Linked DNA regions of Lathyrus oleraceus: region 2 is linked to region 1. A link is a contact called in public Hi-C data. All regions are on one chromosome and are shown on one strand. The core of a region is the stretch at or near the end of the contact, and the rest is flanking DNA. Distances in the headings are between cores, read along the strand shown. Region 1 holds the start of LOC127082264. Region 2 holds the start of LOC127086756 (syntaxin-132).

Evidence for each region. Hi-C and Micro-C count contacts between places; a contact is called where the count stands out from the background.
Region 2: a contact with region 1 is called in a Hi-C map of leaf, with 4 times the contacts expected there. The contact joins the promoter of LOC127086756 here to the promoter of LOC127082264 in region 1. A contact is called at or near these places in 2 of 2 Hi-C or Micro-C datasets (both in leaf).

Annotation. Positions count from the first base shown.
Region 1 is chr5:590,426,522-590,433,323 of CAAS_Psat_ZW6_1.0, forward strand. LOC127082264 reads left to right here and starts at 3,077. Exons shown (of 1, transcript XM_051022504.1): 1 at 3,077-3,631. The coding sequence starts at 3,077. The coding sequence ends at 3,631.
Region 2 is chr5:590,562,275-590,569,323 of CAAS_Psat_ZW6_1.0, forward strand. It overlaps LOC127086756 (syntaxin-132), which reads left to right and starts at 5,491. Exons shown (of 13, transcript XM_051027556.1): 1 at 5,491-5,675; 2 at 6,075-6,191; 3 at 6,642-6,698; 4 at 6,778-6,826; 5 at 6,910-6,998. The coding sequence starts at 5,658.

The sequences.
Region 1 (6,802 bases), core at 1,827-4,326:
CTTCATGCTATAGTTGATGGATGCTTATAATGTTGATTATGAACTTGCATTTGAAATAAAAATCCTGTCATACTTCAAAATAATTTCAAAAGCTTCTTGATAAAGTCTTGAGACCTTTCATGAACATTGCAAAGTGAAAATTTTCCTGAACCATCTGTAGTGATTTTGTTTGAGGACAAACAAAAATATAAGTTGGGGAATGCAAAAAATACATAAAATACATAGGCACTTTTTAACTTATTTTACAAGCAATCAATGAAAAAATCCAAATTTATCAGAAAAACATGATAAAATGCATTTATGAAGTCTTTAACTATGTATCTATTAAGTACAAGTAAATAGGACCAAGAAAGCAACAAAAGAAGACAAAATGCACCATTCGAGCATCAAGGATAACTTAACCAAAGACAAGACCTCGCTAAGCCAGAAAAGGGCATCAAACATCCAAGTAACCTCAGTCAGAAACCAAAGCATGCTAGTAGGCGCGTTAAGTGAGATATGATTGTTTAGAAAGCTTCATGGTTAAATTACTTGAAGAAAAATAAAGGTTGTGATCTCAAAGAAATCTAGATGCGTACTAACGGAGGTTAAGGCAGAGAAGACCGCTTGCAGATGAGCTGACATTTCTTAACATGGAAGATTATAAGCACGCTAAGTGGGCTATAAACATCTCTTAGCGACAAAGGCATGCCCCTATAAATAGGTTTTCAGGAAGTTTATTTGAATATAACTTGATATAACTTGGTGTAATTAGGTAGTATTCTTAGTAGGGTGTGAAAGAAGTCAATTGTGGACCGAAAACACAACAGATGAGAAAAAGAGTAGAATATTGTTTGCATAAGCACTACTCGAGGATTCGATAATAGATGATTCTCAACATATTTCTTCTATGATTTAGATATGATGAATAACCGTAGCTAAATTTATTTTTTGTTAGGGTTAGATGTAGTCGTCCTAATCTTCATGTTTCGATCCTGATCATGGTGTTCTATGTAATTCTTCTTAAGCTTTAATATTGACGAATTCTTTGTTCTTAATGCATATTTTGGATTAGATACCTAAAACATTTTTTCATTGTATGACTTCATATGTGAAAGATAATTGTTATTACTAGATCCAAGCATTTCATATATTGGATATGCTAAAATCTAGACATAGATTTAAATTCAGCATCCGTATGAACTATTGAAGCTTATTGTTGTTGTATTGGTTAATAGATAGAGATATCATATATTAGCTAATAAGACCGATCTCACGTATTTAACTCATACATGAGCTGCAATGAGAGCAACAAGCGGTAATTTTAATAGGTTATTAGAATGACATACTATTGATCAAGGATATTACATAAGATAAGGTCCATGAAATCTAACATCAATAAGTTTTCTCAATTTTAAACACCAAAGTTAATTTTATTTTATGTTATTTTACTTTTCGTATTCACACATCATCAAACACATAATAAACCATACTTAAAGTCTTATAAACTATTAAACAATCTTTAAAACAGAATCGATCCCTATGGAGACAATAAAGACCACACTTGCTTCTATGTTGCAACAAGGTGGTTAAGGGGTTAAGGATTTGAGGTTTTTGAATTTGACTTTCTTAAATAAGCGGGGGTGGAGGTTGTTTGAGGATAGACCATCTCTGTGGAAGAAGATTATTTCTACTAGATATGTCTCTCAAGTGAGGTGTTCCCTAGGTGATTGTCGGTTCGAGGGTCGTAGGAAAGCCTCTTACTAGTGGAAAGGAATCTCCTCTCTTGATCTTTCTTCATCCAGTCGTCACATTGGTTCGCCTAGGGAACAATAAAAATGGAACAAATCAGCTCCTCTTGGAGTTCTGTTTATTTTAAGCTTTCCTCCTTGGTGGCGGGAGTTGATAATAGGCCTCCTTGGGTGATTCAAGATTTGGAAGTCTTGAACTCCTTTCAAAATGGTGGTGTTTTCTTAGTAGTTTCTTCAAGATAGGGTGTAAACTAGGAAAAATCTTGCTAGGCATTGTATTGTGTCTACTGATACTCGAGTTGGGTGTGAGTTTTGCTTAGGGTAGGTTGAGTTTTTAAATCATTAATTTGTTCAATACGAGGTCCCCTCTTTGTTTATGGTGCTTAGGTGGGTGAGAATGACTTTACCTCTTCCTTGTCAGATCCTAATGGTTCTAGACATTTTTTTAGGGGATACGTCAAAGTAAAAAGTCTTAGACATTCATGTTTTCGAATCGACATTCAGTGGTCTGAATCATATAGAAATTGTGTAAAATCATTTCTTGTTAGGAGAGTTTGTCGGTTAATCACTTGATGAATTTGATAATTGGTTTGTCGTGAAAGTGAACCATTTTTCATTATGTGATTTGTGCTCTCTCCATGTTTGACTAAAAACGTAACCCAAACACACCTTTGAATTTAGAGGAGTGATGGTAGGCCAATTTTCCTCCTCTGCATTCTCCTACAAGTGGTCGACTTTACCTCCTTCCAGCTTTCGCTTTTTGATGGTGTGTTGCTTTTGACCTTGAATAGGTTTATATTTATTTTATAATTTTGCTTAAGGTTATTTATGTTTTCATCTAGCCGTTGCCTTACCGGTTTTTTTTTAACATAGTTTGTGCTTTTTGTAGTATCATGTGCTGTCTATCCTTTTATTTTTTCTTATTTAACATATTATCTCCATTACTATTAAAAAAATTGACCCAATCTAAAACTTAAGTTGTAAAGCAGTTGAGGTAAAAAAAAAACAAAAAAAAATTGTATCACAAATATGATATCCTTGATTTTGTCTGCGTTATATAAATACTTAATTTTGTATGGGTAGAAGCAAAATATATGCTTAAAAAATTTACGATTCTTTTGCTCGTACGGGTTCTAATCTCAATAGTAAAACTCAAACTAGGAATCAATTAAGTGCCATAATTTTGTTTTCATTTATGACCACTAAATCAATATATATTCCGCTATAGGAAAGTATGACTAAAATATATCATTATATATTCATATAGATTTTCCATCCCAAAAAACAAGTTCTATCTAACAATAGTGAGCAACTTTATTTCATACGTAGATATCAAAATTTTCTTCATGGCTAAAGGCCTAAAATTCTGTTTAATTATATCTACAGTATTCTTAATCATTGTCACAATTGTGATTCTAACTTTGATTCTAACCATCTTTAAGCCAAAGGATCCTACTATTAGTGTCGATTTGCCTCACTTTAATTTACTTTCACCAAATATAACCATGAATATGACATTAGGCATGGTTATCACAATATTGAACCCAAACTATGGAAGCTTCAAGTATCAAAATTCCATAGGTTATGTCACTTATCATGATGCTATTGTTGGAAATGTTCCAATTGAGTCACAACTTGTTCCAGCTCGTAGTGAAATTAATGTGACCACTAATGCAGATTTTATGGTGGGAAAGTTGATACAGAATCCTAAATTTTGGTCAGATATTGTACAGAATGGAATGGTGTTTAATTTGACTTCAACAACTGAATTACCTGGGAAAGCAATCGTTTTGAAATATATCAAAGTGAAGGCTATAGCTTATTGCTCATGTAACATCTCTGTTAATATAACTTCCAATGGTGTTGAGAGCAATTGTATATCTAGAATCAAGTTATTTTAGTTTGGAAAAGCTAGTTTTTGTGCAAATACTTTGCGATATAAATGTAATTTTATATCATAGTTTTCTATGTTGATGTGTAATTTTAAATTTAAGGGAAAAAACATGTGTTTGTTGATTTAATGTCATATTGCACTAATGCAGTTCCAGTTTGGCTGATTTCCCACAATACGGCAAATCAAAATTTAAAGCTCCAAAGAGAAATATATTTTATAGTACTAAGTTTCACATTTGACTTAGTCTTTGGTCAGTATAAAAACTGTGACGAGTTTTATCCACTTTCTCTTTTACTAGAGTCAGTTAAACGGCTGTGTTATACTGAACTATATGAGGAACCATTTGTATCATTCCTTTATTATGATAATGAAATGACTTTTATTCAATAAATGCATTTATTTCCTTTATCAATATTATAATATGATATTTTATCAGTAGATATTAACAATCTTTTCAAACCCCTAGTGGTTTGCCAGGAGGTGTAGATTTGGAACGTTGCAAATTCCTAGAGTTTAAAGACAGGATATCAAGTTTTAAGAAAATTATATTCCCACCACCACAATCAATGGCTAAAGATTTTGATTAAGACCAAATTCCAACCGTAATGCTTTTAGCGCAAAATCAAGATTTATTCCTAAATTCAAAAAGCCTCTATTATATTCATCCGAGAAAAAAATCAGGGATCTATCCTTGTTGCGCTACAGCTAAACTACTCAAGTTACTACTGTTTTTATCGGACAAAGATCTAATTAAGAAAAGTCCATCTATTGATCATATATATATATATATATATATATATATATATATATATATATATATATATATATATATATATATATATATATATATATATATATATATATATATATATATATATATATATATATATATATATATATATATATCCATGCTTAAGGCTTAAGGTATATATTTTTTTATCTCACTCAATTTTTATTGGACTCTTTCACTAAATTCGGCATTCAGAATCCTAAACTTGCATGTCCATCCCTCTGTGTTTAACCACGTCGAAGATTTGCAACACCGCATCAGGAGTTGATCATCCCAATTCACACATAATTCTAGTTTCGATCTAAAAAAGTGGGGCCGCCTATGGAAATCGATTTCCGATTCTCGTAAATTTCAATAATTTCATATTACCCGATAAAAATTGGTAAGATAGGACAGAAAAACCTTTGTAGAGAAGTTCTTCGAATCTTTTAACCTGAAACCACTTCCAACTCCCGATGTTGATGAGGCCAAGGAAAATCACTATGTAAGGAGGAGTTTCCGCACCTAAACTTCCTTCAATCGGCACAAGCATAAAGAGAAATGAAAAGATCACGAAATGAAGTCAAATATTCTTAAGTCGTGAAAGGATTGACGGGATCCTCACACAACGTTTTCAAAACCTATGACCTTCATAGTAACGCAACCTCCAGGTGGCAACGGAGTTCCCGATGTTTCAACGCGCCTATGAACAACCGGGAATGCAAGATTATGAACATATAGTTCGGGCCGACGTGAAAGACCAACATCTCTAGGAGTATGTCAACCTCACCACTCGTTAGTGTGAGATTATAGATCTGTAGAAGTTGGTCGTTGAACAAACAGATGGAAGAGTTGCGAGTTTGCGCTTCATCGTTATTGTGAGTATAACTTTTTGTTAGATGTATTTTGTATGATGTCAAAACTAGGATACTTTAGTGTTTATGTATATTGGATGATATCCTCGCGTCTTAATGTGCATCTTAGCATTATGAAGCATAAAAACATTTTGAAATGAGTTAGAAAAGATTTCATGCATGAAAAACAAATTTTTATGGGAAAAAGGTATACAGGTCGACACATATGAGTTACAGGTTGACACATGTACCTCATTTTTAAAGCTTGTAGCTTCTGTTTAATGTTGCGCCTCCATAGGTCGAGACATGCATCGAACATGTCGACTTATGACTTACGTAGGTTGACACATGCATTAAAAATCATAAAAATTTGCATTCCTTTTTAAATATTTTGCATTCCTTTTTGCCTCCAACTTGCATACATATATATTCCTCATGCATGCATCATTTTTAGTAAAGTTCTAGAGTAAACCTATATGAAATTGAGATTTTAAAGAGTTCTCATCATCTTCAACCTACATTTTATGCATACACACAAACAAATTACACATAATCATTCTTTGTTTGGGTATATCTAGAATATGTTGATAACGTCTAATTTAAGTTGTTGAATTGTAAACTGGGTTGAGATCTTTGAGGGTTTCAAATAAGAAAACCAAGTTGGTATTTTCCTTCAAGATCAATTAGGGATTTGAAGGCTTTGGACAAGATTACGCAATTTGGATCCGATCAAGTGAAGGTTTTGAAGAAAGAGTTTTCTTGCAAAGGAGTAGCGTGGGACGGTGGATCATATCGGTAAATCTTGGGTTAAAATAATCTGCAATTTGGATTCGATCGAGTGAAGGCTTTGAAGAACAGAAGGTTCTCGCAAAGGAGTAGTGCGAGATGGTGAATCAAATTCGAATTTTTGGGTTACTTGATCAAGCTCATATCAAGGGAAGAAAAAATGTTATAATCAACATCAAACTTAGGGTTTGTTGGGTTTGATTTCTAGATTTCTCTTGTATTCTAATTTTGCAAAGTAAGGTTAATTTCATCATCTGAATTCGAGTTTGAATTGAGGGCAAACGTATCCATAGCGAGGTCGATTAGGAAACTGCCTAAACAAGTCCTTGTGTACTATCTCTCTGTCTCTCTATTTCTATCTCTTTTACGTTTTATTTGAAAATTATTGAATTCATCTATTGTGCAATCAATATGTTTGGTTAATCCTTTTGAAAACCATTCGAAAAAGGTTTTGTTTTGTTTATCACAATCCTTTAGATTGTGGTTGGATTTGAAGATCAACAAAACTATACAAATTTCTAAACAAAATTGATTTCACACAAGGTGTTCGATAATTTATCTATATGGTATTTTTGTGTATTTTATCATTGGTAATAGTCTCAACTTTTAGCATTTCATTCAATTGATTATGGTTGAAAGTGTGTTGATCAATTTTGTGTTCATTATCATACTTTAATTGTAATTATGCATATCCAGACTTTTTGATAGTGGTTCAGTTAGACGATTCGATCTGGGCCACTTCTGATATGCCATAAAAATTTTAAAATAT
Region 2 (7,049 bases), core at 4,241-6,740, 140 kb after region 1:
TTTGAAGATTTAATAAATATTTCAAAGTATCGTGGAAAAGACCATTTCAAGCCAAAATCATCTTAACTAGACAAGTTTTATGGTATTTTCCTATGGAAGTTATGATGATAAAGTAAGGAGAGAAGTTTCACATAAGACATGAAATAAATAAAGAAAGAAATTGCAAAAAAAAACAGCCAAGAAATATGTCGCGTCCATCGAGCAGAGTGGCGCGATTAGAGCATGGAAATAACAAAATCATCATATTAAGAAATTGTGTCACACCAATGACAATATGAGCCATTTTGAACCACTAAAAATAACGCACTACTTTCATAAAGCGAGAGTGATGCATTTAATCATCACAGAATACCACGACACACACATTATAAAATAATTGTTGTGCGCCTATACACATTGTGATGCAATACTACGATCTTTAAAATTTTCTATATATTATAAATCACGTTTAGTCATTAGGACTCCAAATTTTAGGATCATGAAGGCATATTGCAAAGCATTGGATCAAGGGAGAAGTCAAGGAATCATTAGGGAATTATCCCTAATCATTTATAAGACTCAATTACACTCTTTATTTTGTATTGGCATTTAATCCATTAAAAATGAGTGGCTAGTCCCCTTAGATTAAGTCCTTATTAGATGAATTTTTCCCCAATATTGTTAATCATACGATCTTCTTATATTTTCTCTATGTAAATATATCCTTCTTGCAGTTATTGAATTTTATTTGGTACTTAATGTTTTTCCCTAATACAAATTGGGGGGATCGATCTAGATAGAAATTGAGAATTAACTGTAGGTTTTGGTATTGGAACTAAAAACTTTTGAGAGGTTGTTTATAATTTGTAGTCTTGGGGTTGGTTGTGACATAGGTATTTTACTCTTGATCAAACCTTTGTTGGTTGCGATTACGCCAAAGACATTAGGGGATTGTAATCAGATGAAGCGATTTACACACCGAGAAATCATATGGAACTATTTTGTAAACTATATGTGATATAAGAAAACTCATTATAGGTTCAAGTATGGATTAACCTCATGAAAAGAGAAAAGAATTCAAAAGGGCTTAATTACTTGTATCATTATATTTTCTCTCGTTAAATTTTCCTTGCTATGTTTTACAATTATTCTACAGCCAACTCAATCACTCCATATGCAACCTCCATTTATATTATGTCTTTCAATTTTCTAATAGCAAGTATACTTTTCGTAGTCTTCTCAAAATAAAATAATTTGTACTACACACTAATTTTTAGACCAATAATCTACTCAACTAAAAATTGAATAAGGATAAAGAGCAAATATAAAATGATAAATTAATTGTGTATGAAGTATTTATAGACAAAACTTGTTGTAGTGGCCAAAACATCATGTCCTATTAAGTTCCTCCTTAGTGGACTATTTTGGTGGTTAATGTGTATTTTCTTACCATTACTAGGTGTATGTGGAAACCTCTTTCATTATCCTATATCTTGTGACATTTATGTCCCCATTATCGACTTATATGTTATTACTTAAGATCTTGTCTCCATAAAAATAGTTGTTTTAGTTAATGGAGTTATAAACTTGGAACACGAGTAAAATATAGAGGTGTTAAGTTTTATATGTCTTTTATTAATTCTAACACTCTCATGACCTTGTGAATCTCAATGAACTTGATAATGACACATCTAGTTTGCATTCATATGCCTCTATTTCGACTAGTCTTCATTTAACTACTTGGAGATCCATTAAATATAATATATTTATGTGTCATATTTAACTAATTTACTTTCTAAAAAAAGTACAATAAGGGTAGCCCTATGTTTGTAGGTTTATTTGTGGTGTTTATGGTACTTTGACATTGTTTAGGGCTAGCTCACGCAAAGTGATGAGAAATTTTGTATACGATTTTTTTATGGAAAACTTGGAGATCCTTCTTCATCCCTAAGGTTAAATTATTTATAGAGGCTCATTGGGCCTAGGCTAGAGAATAAAAAAGGAGCTTTATTCACTTTCGTGACCAAATAACATGGTCAAGAGAAGACTTGTTCTCCCTGAAATTATGAGGGAAACGGTTTTTCCATTATTGACTATCATTCAGACATTGTACGGACACACATCATCACCCATACTTACTGGATAAGTTAGGGTTACTTTATGATTATCTATCTTAATAGGTCAACCTATCATTGAATCTAGGCGGCCTTATGCTCCATATCTGGGGTTCTATGGCTTTGCTAGGAAGCTCGACATTCACCGGTGTGCTTGGTTTTACTTTCTTCTTTATAGTTATCCTTTTTTAGGGCCTGATAAAATTATCTCAGTACACAGTATCTCAAGCATGGGAGCTTGAAAAGGCTGAAGTGATTAAATGGTTGTGGATAGGGTTTCATGTGATGATTATTTCAAGCCTTTTTCGGGTAAGAGTCCCTCAGCGCAAAGCCCAGGGGAAATTTCCTCATGTAAAATTCGATAGAAATTCGTCAGGCATGAAAACTAAGGTGGGGTATTATCATACATGTAGGTTGCACTATACTTATTGCCCATTCCATGAGATAAGTGGCATGTTCAATCCTTTGTGACTAGATATTTAATCTTTTTGGCATAAGTTTTGTTCATCAATAGAAAAAATATGGATAACTCTTGGGGCGACCTCAATTAGTACCCTATAAATTTCATGTGCAAAATCCTTTTAGGACGATAACAAAACCTTTTGAGGTTGGTGCGTACTTTGGCGATTCACTTCGACGAGACTTAGATAGTCAAGTCCCTCATGCGACACTTAGATAGTCTAGTCCCTTAGGCGAGACTTAGATAGTCAAATCCCCCAGGCGAGACTTTATAAAGGCGGGTTTTCCAACTCTTAGGCATCTGCTTTCATACCAATTGTTAATCAAGGTCTTGTTCTATAACCTCGCTCTTCAAGGTCTTGTTAATCAAAACGTTCATATATTGTGGCAATTTTCCTTATTCAAATTTCTTTCTTCGTAATTTGAATTAGTTTAGAGATGTATTTATTCATGTCACCTTAACTGAGATTGAGGTTCATGTCAATTTTACCAGGCCCCACGGTGGATACCAATTGTACTTGCTAAAAAAGTACAATGATGTTAGCCATGTGTTTGTAGGATTGTGTGTGATGTTTAGAATATTTTGACAGTGTTTAGGACTAGCTAACACAGAGTGGTGAGAAGCTCTGTATATGACTTTTCTAGGGAAATTTTAGAGATCTCTCTTTGGCCCTAAGTCAGAGATATTTGTATAGGCTCTTTGGGTGTGGGCTAGAGAATCGAAAAAGCAAATTTCTTTGCTTTCATGACCAAATATGTGGCCAAAAGGATACTTGTTCTCCCTAGAATAGGGGGGGTCGATTTTCCGTATTGGCTATATCTTCAATTAGTCATCGTATGCACACATGTTACACCCCATGTTTATTGAATATGTGAGGGTTACTTCGGGGGCCTGTGACTTCGCTAGAAAGCTTGTCCTTCGTCAATGTGTTTGTCTTTCCTTTCTTCTTTATACATTATTCGTTCTTATGATCTAATAAAATTATCTCAGTACAACTAACAACTAATAAGATTTTTATATATAAATAATAGTCATTATCAAATCTTATTTTTATCCAATTTATCACAATCTATTATATTTTGAATAATAAATAAAAAATAGTATTAATTAAAATGCCATTAATAATCTATTTAAAATCGACAGTAAAAAAGTTAAATTATATCTCTTAAAGTTTTAACATTAAAATTGTAACATTGAACTCATACATTATATTTTAAATTAATCACACTCACGACATTCTGGGTTCATTTGTTTCAGATTTTTTAAAAATTATTTTTATAATATTACATATTTTTGTTTTAAAAAAATTCCAAAGAATTTTTTCATAAAATTTTAAATGAAAATTTGGTTTCAATATTTATTTTTAAAATGTTATTTTAGGTATTTTATTATTTTATTTTAAAAAAATTGGATATCAAAAGATTTGAAATATATATTTTTTTAAATTGTGATTTTAATTATATTTTAGTCTTCAATAACATATGTTTATGTTATAAGATGTTAAAATTGATCTTTTTATTAAAAATAAATTTTTTAAAAAATTAATATTTTAAAAAAATATTTTTATAAAAATCACTTTTAAAAACAAAGAAAAGACTATTTTTTTAAAGGTAAAACAAGTAGACATTATATTTTGAGTATCGAACATATAGACCCTTGAAATTATCTAACAAACACTTCTTTACTTAAACAATAATTATTTTACAAAAATATATTAGTAGCATTCAGAAAAAATTCATATACAAAAGTTTCAAACTTTGTAAAAAGTTGAAGTTACTTTTGTCTTAAAATTTTTTAAGAAAACCTATTTAATTATATATATATATATATATATATATATATATATATATATATATATATATATATATATATATATATATATATATATATATATATATATATATATATATATATATATATATATATATATATATATATATATATATATATATATATATATATATATATATATATATATATATATATATATATTCCTAGTTTAAATATAAAAAATGTTTTGTATATCTTTAAAGAGGACTCTGTTTATTTAAATAAGGTAAAAAAGAAGAAAAAAAAAACAATAAAGTCTTAATGGGGCAGCGAACATTTTTTTTCCATATGGTTAAATTAGATTCATCCAAAGGCTAATAAATTATTAAAGTCCATATGTCCATTAGCCAATATATTCCTTGCGCAATTATCTCCCAAAAGGTCACCAACTCTACCAGAAGTAGTGCTATTTCTCGTGCCTTTTTATTTTTATTTTAAGTGTTGTGAAATATTCACTAATTTAACAAGTTTGAATTAAATTTTACTCTAATAAATATAACATAAGTTTGTATTGCTCTTTTCATTGATTGATACGTTAATTAACTATTAAAATAATATTTTCAACAATTACTTATTACCCATATTTTTTAAGTCAGAATTTCATCTCTTAAACAAATAAGACAACTTAGATTTAATTCATATTCATGTAATTGTAATTGAAAGTGTATGTATGATTGATTATCCATTGAATTAATTTAATAAAACATATATATTATAGGTTGATGCATAATGTACTTATTTACTGAATTATTGATTATTCTCAAGTAATTTATCCAGATGGAAATTTTTTCAAAAGATCATTCGAATATTTTATGGAAGTTAACTTTTAAGTAAAAACATTTTTAAATTTTATAGAATTTAGAAGAAGCATGTAAAATGTAATGAACCCAATAAAATTTGGTGGAATGAACCCCTTGTTGTAATTTTGATCCAAGAAAATACTTTTACAAAAAGCAACTACTTTTGATATTTTTCTTTTGGTCAAAAAGTCAAATACTACATTGGATATTTATTTACTCTATTATTTTTAAGAACTAATTTATTGAAATTTGAAAACATTAAACAAGACAAGAAATCCTCTTATACTTCAAAATAAAAATATAAAGATAAAACAAGACAAAAAAAAACAAAAACAAAAACAAAAGGCATTGTTGTTGAGAGAGAGTTCGTGGGTTGCCTCGTTCTCCCTAGCATAACTTCGCTGTCGTTTTACAGAATTATTGTTGCCGTTTTAGTCTCTTCTTTCGACATTCCTCTCTCTCTCTGAATTCAACATGAACGACCTTCTTACTGTAAGTTCATATCTCTAATTCCCTCTCTTCACCCAAAAATTCAATTTTGATCATGGGTTTTTGCAAAATTCATCTATTCCAGTCTCAGATTTGGTACTCTTTGTATACTATGAAGTGCCATACTATGATTAATTTTTTTATTGTGAATTGTTAAGTGAGGTTCAATTTTTAGCTTTGAATCCTGGACTCATCTGAAAATTAAAATTGATTTTATCACTATTGGATTGGAGAATTTTCTGGTTTGTGCTTTAACTCAGATCATAGTTAATCCCTATGTAGATTTTGGGTGGTTTTGATTTTTGGCTTTTTGATTTGACTTAGATTGAGTAAAGTATCATGTTATTGTCTCTTGAGATCAAAGTGTAAAGATAGTTTTTTTACCCTTTTTTGTTGTTGCAGGATTCATTTGTTAGTGAGGCTACTAATGGGCAGCCTTCTAGACAAGGTGATATTGAAATGGGAATGCAGGTTCCAGGAAGCAATTCTGATATGGGAATGGAAGCTTTTAATAAACAGGTACACTATGTATTTGCTATTTGATTCTTTTTAATCTTTTATCGATCGAAAATGTTAATTTGGTGTTTTGTATTTGTGTGTTTGGTTATGCGGGTACCGGAATTGATTTTGAATGAATTGATTCTGTATAGTTGATTTTAGTTAAAGTAAGTCGAATATGAAGTAGTTTGTGTTTGAATATGGAGCACTTAGAATCAATTCCAATCAACATTGTCCAAACATGTCAAAACTCAAAATCAATTTTGCATATATGTTTGGAACTGTGTTTGATTTTCGAAGATTAGCTTCAGATCGGACATGTCATTTATGCGTCTAGAATCACGTTTGACTCTTCCTACTGTGAAACCGAACACATGTAAACCCGAAAAGTTTTGCTGCTTCAAGCTGTTTTTGTTCAGTACGTCTATTGAATATCCTAAGTTTACTGATATTTTGTTATTTCTTTATAAGATCCAAGACGCCGATAAACAAATTGAGAAGCTATCTGTGCTACTTCAAAAGCTAAAGGTATCCATTATCTTCATCGTTAAGTATTTTGTAGCAGCACCGTCTCGTTTATAGCTGTTGCTAAATGCACTTTTTGCAGGAAGCTAATGAGGAATCAAAAGCTGTTACAAAGGCATCTTCCATGAAGGGTATTGTTTATACGCAATTTCTGTATTGTTTTTAGTTAAAATCACTTCAAGTTGACTAAATTGACCTTTTACATCATTCTCAGCTATCAAGAAGAGGATGGAAAAAGATATCGATGAAGTTGGAAAGATTGCATATGGTGTCAAAGCGAAAATTGAAGCTATCAACCGAGAAGTAAGTGGATGCTTGATGGATATTTTTTAGCATATGTCGGTTTGTTATATA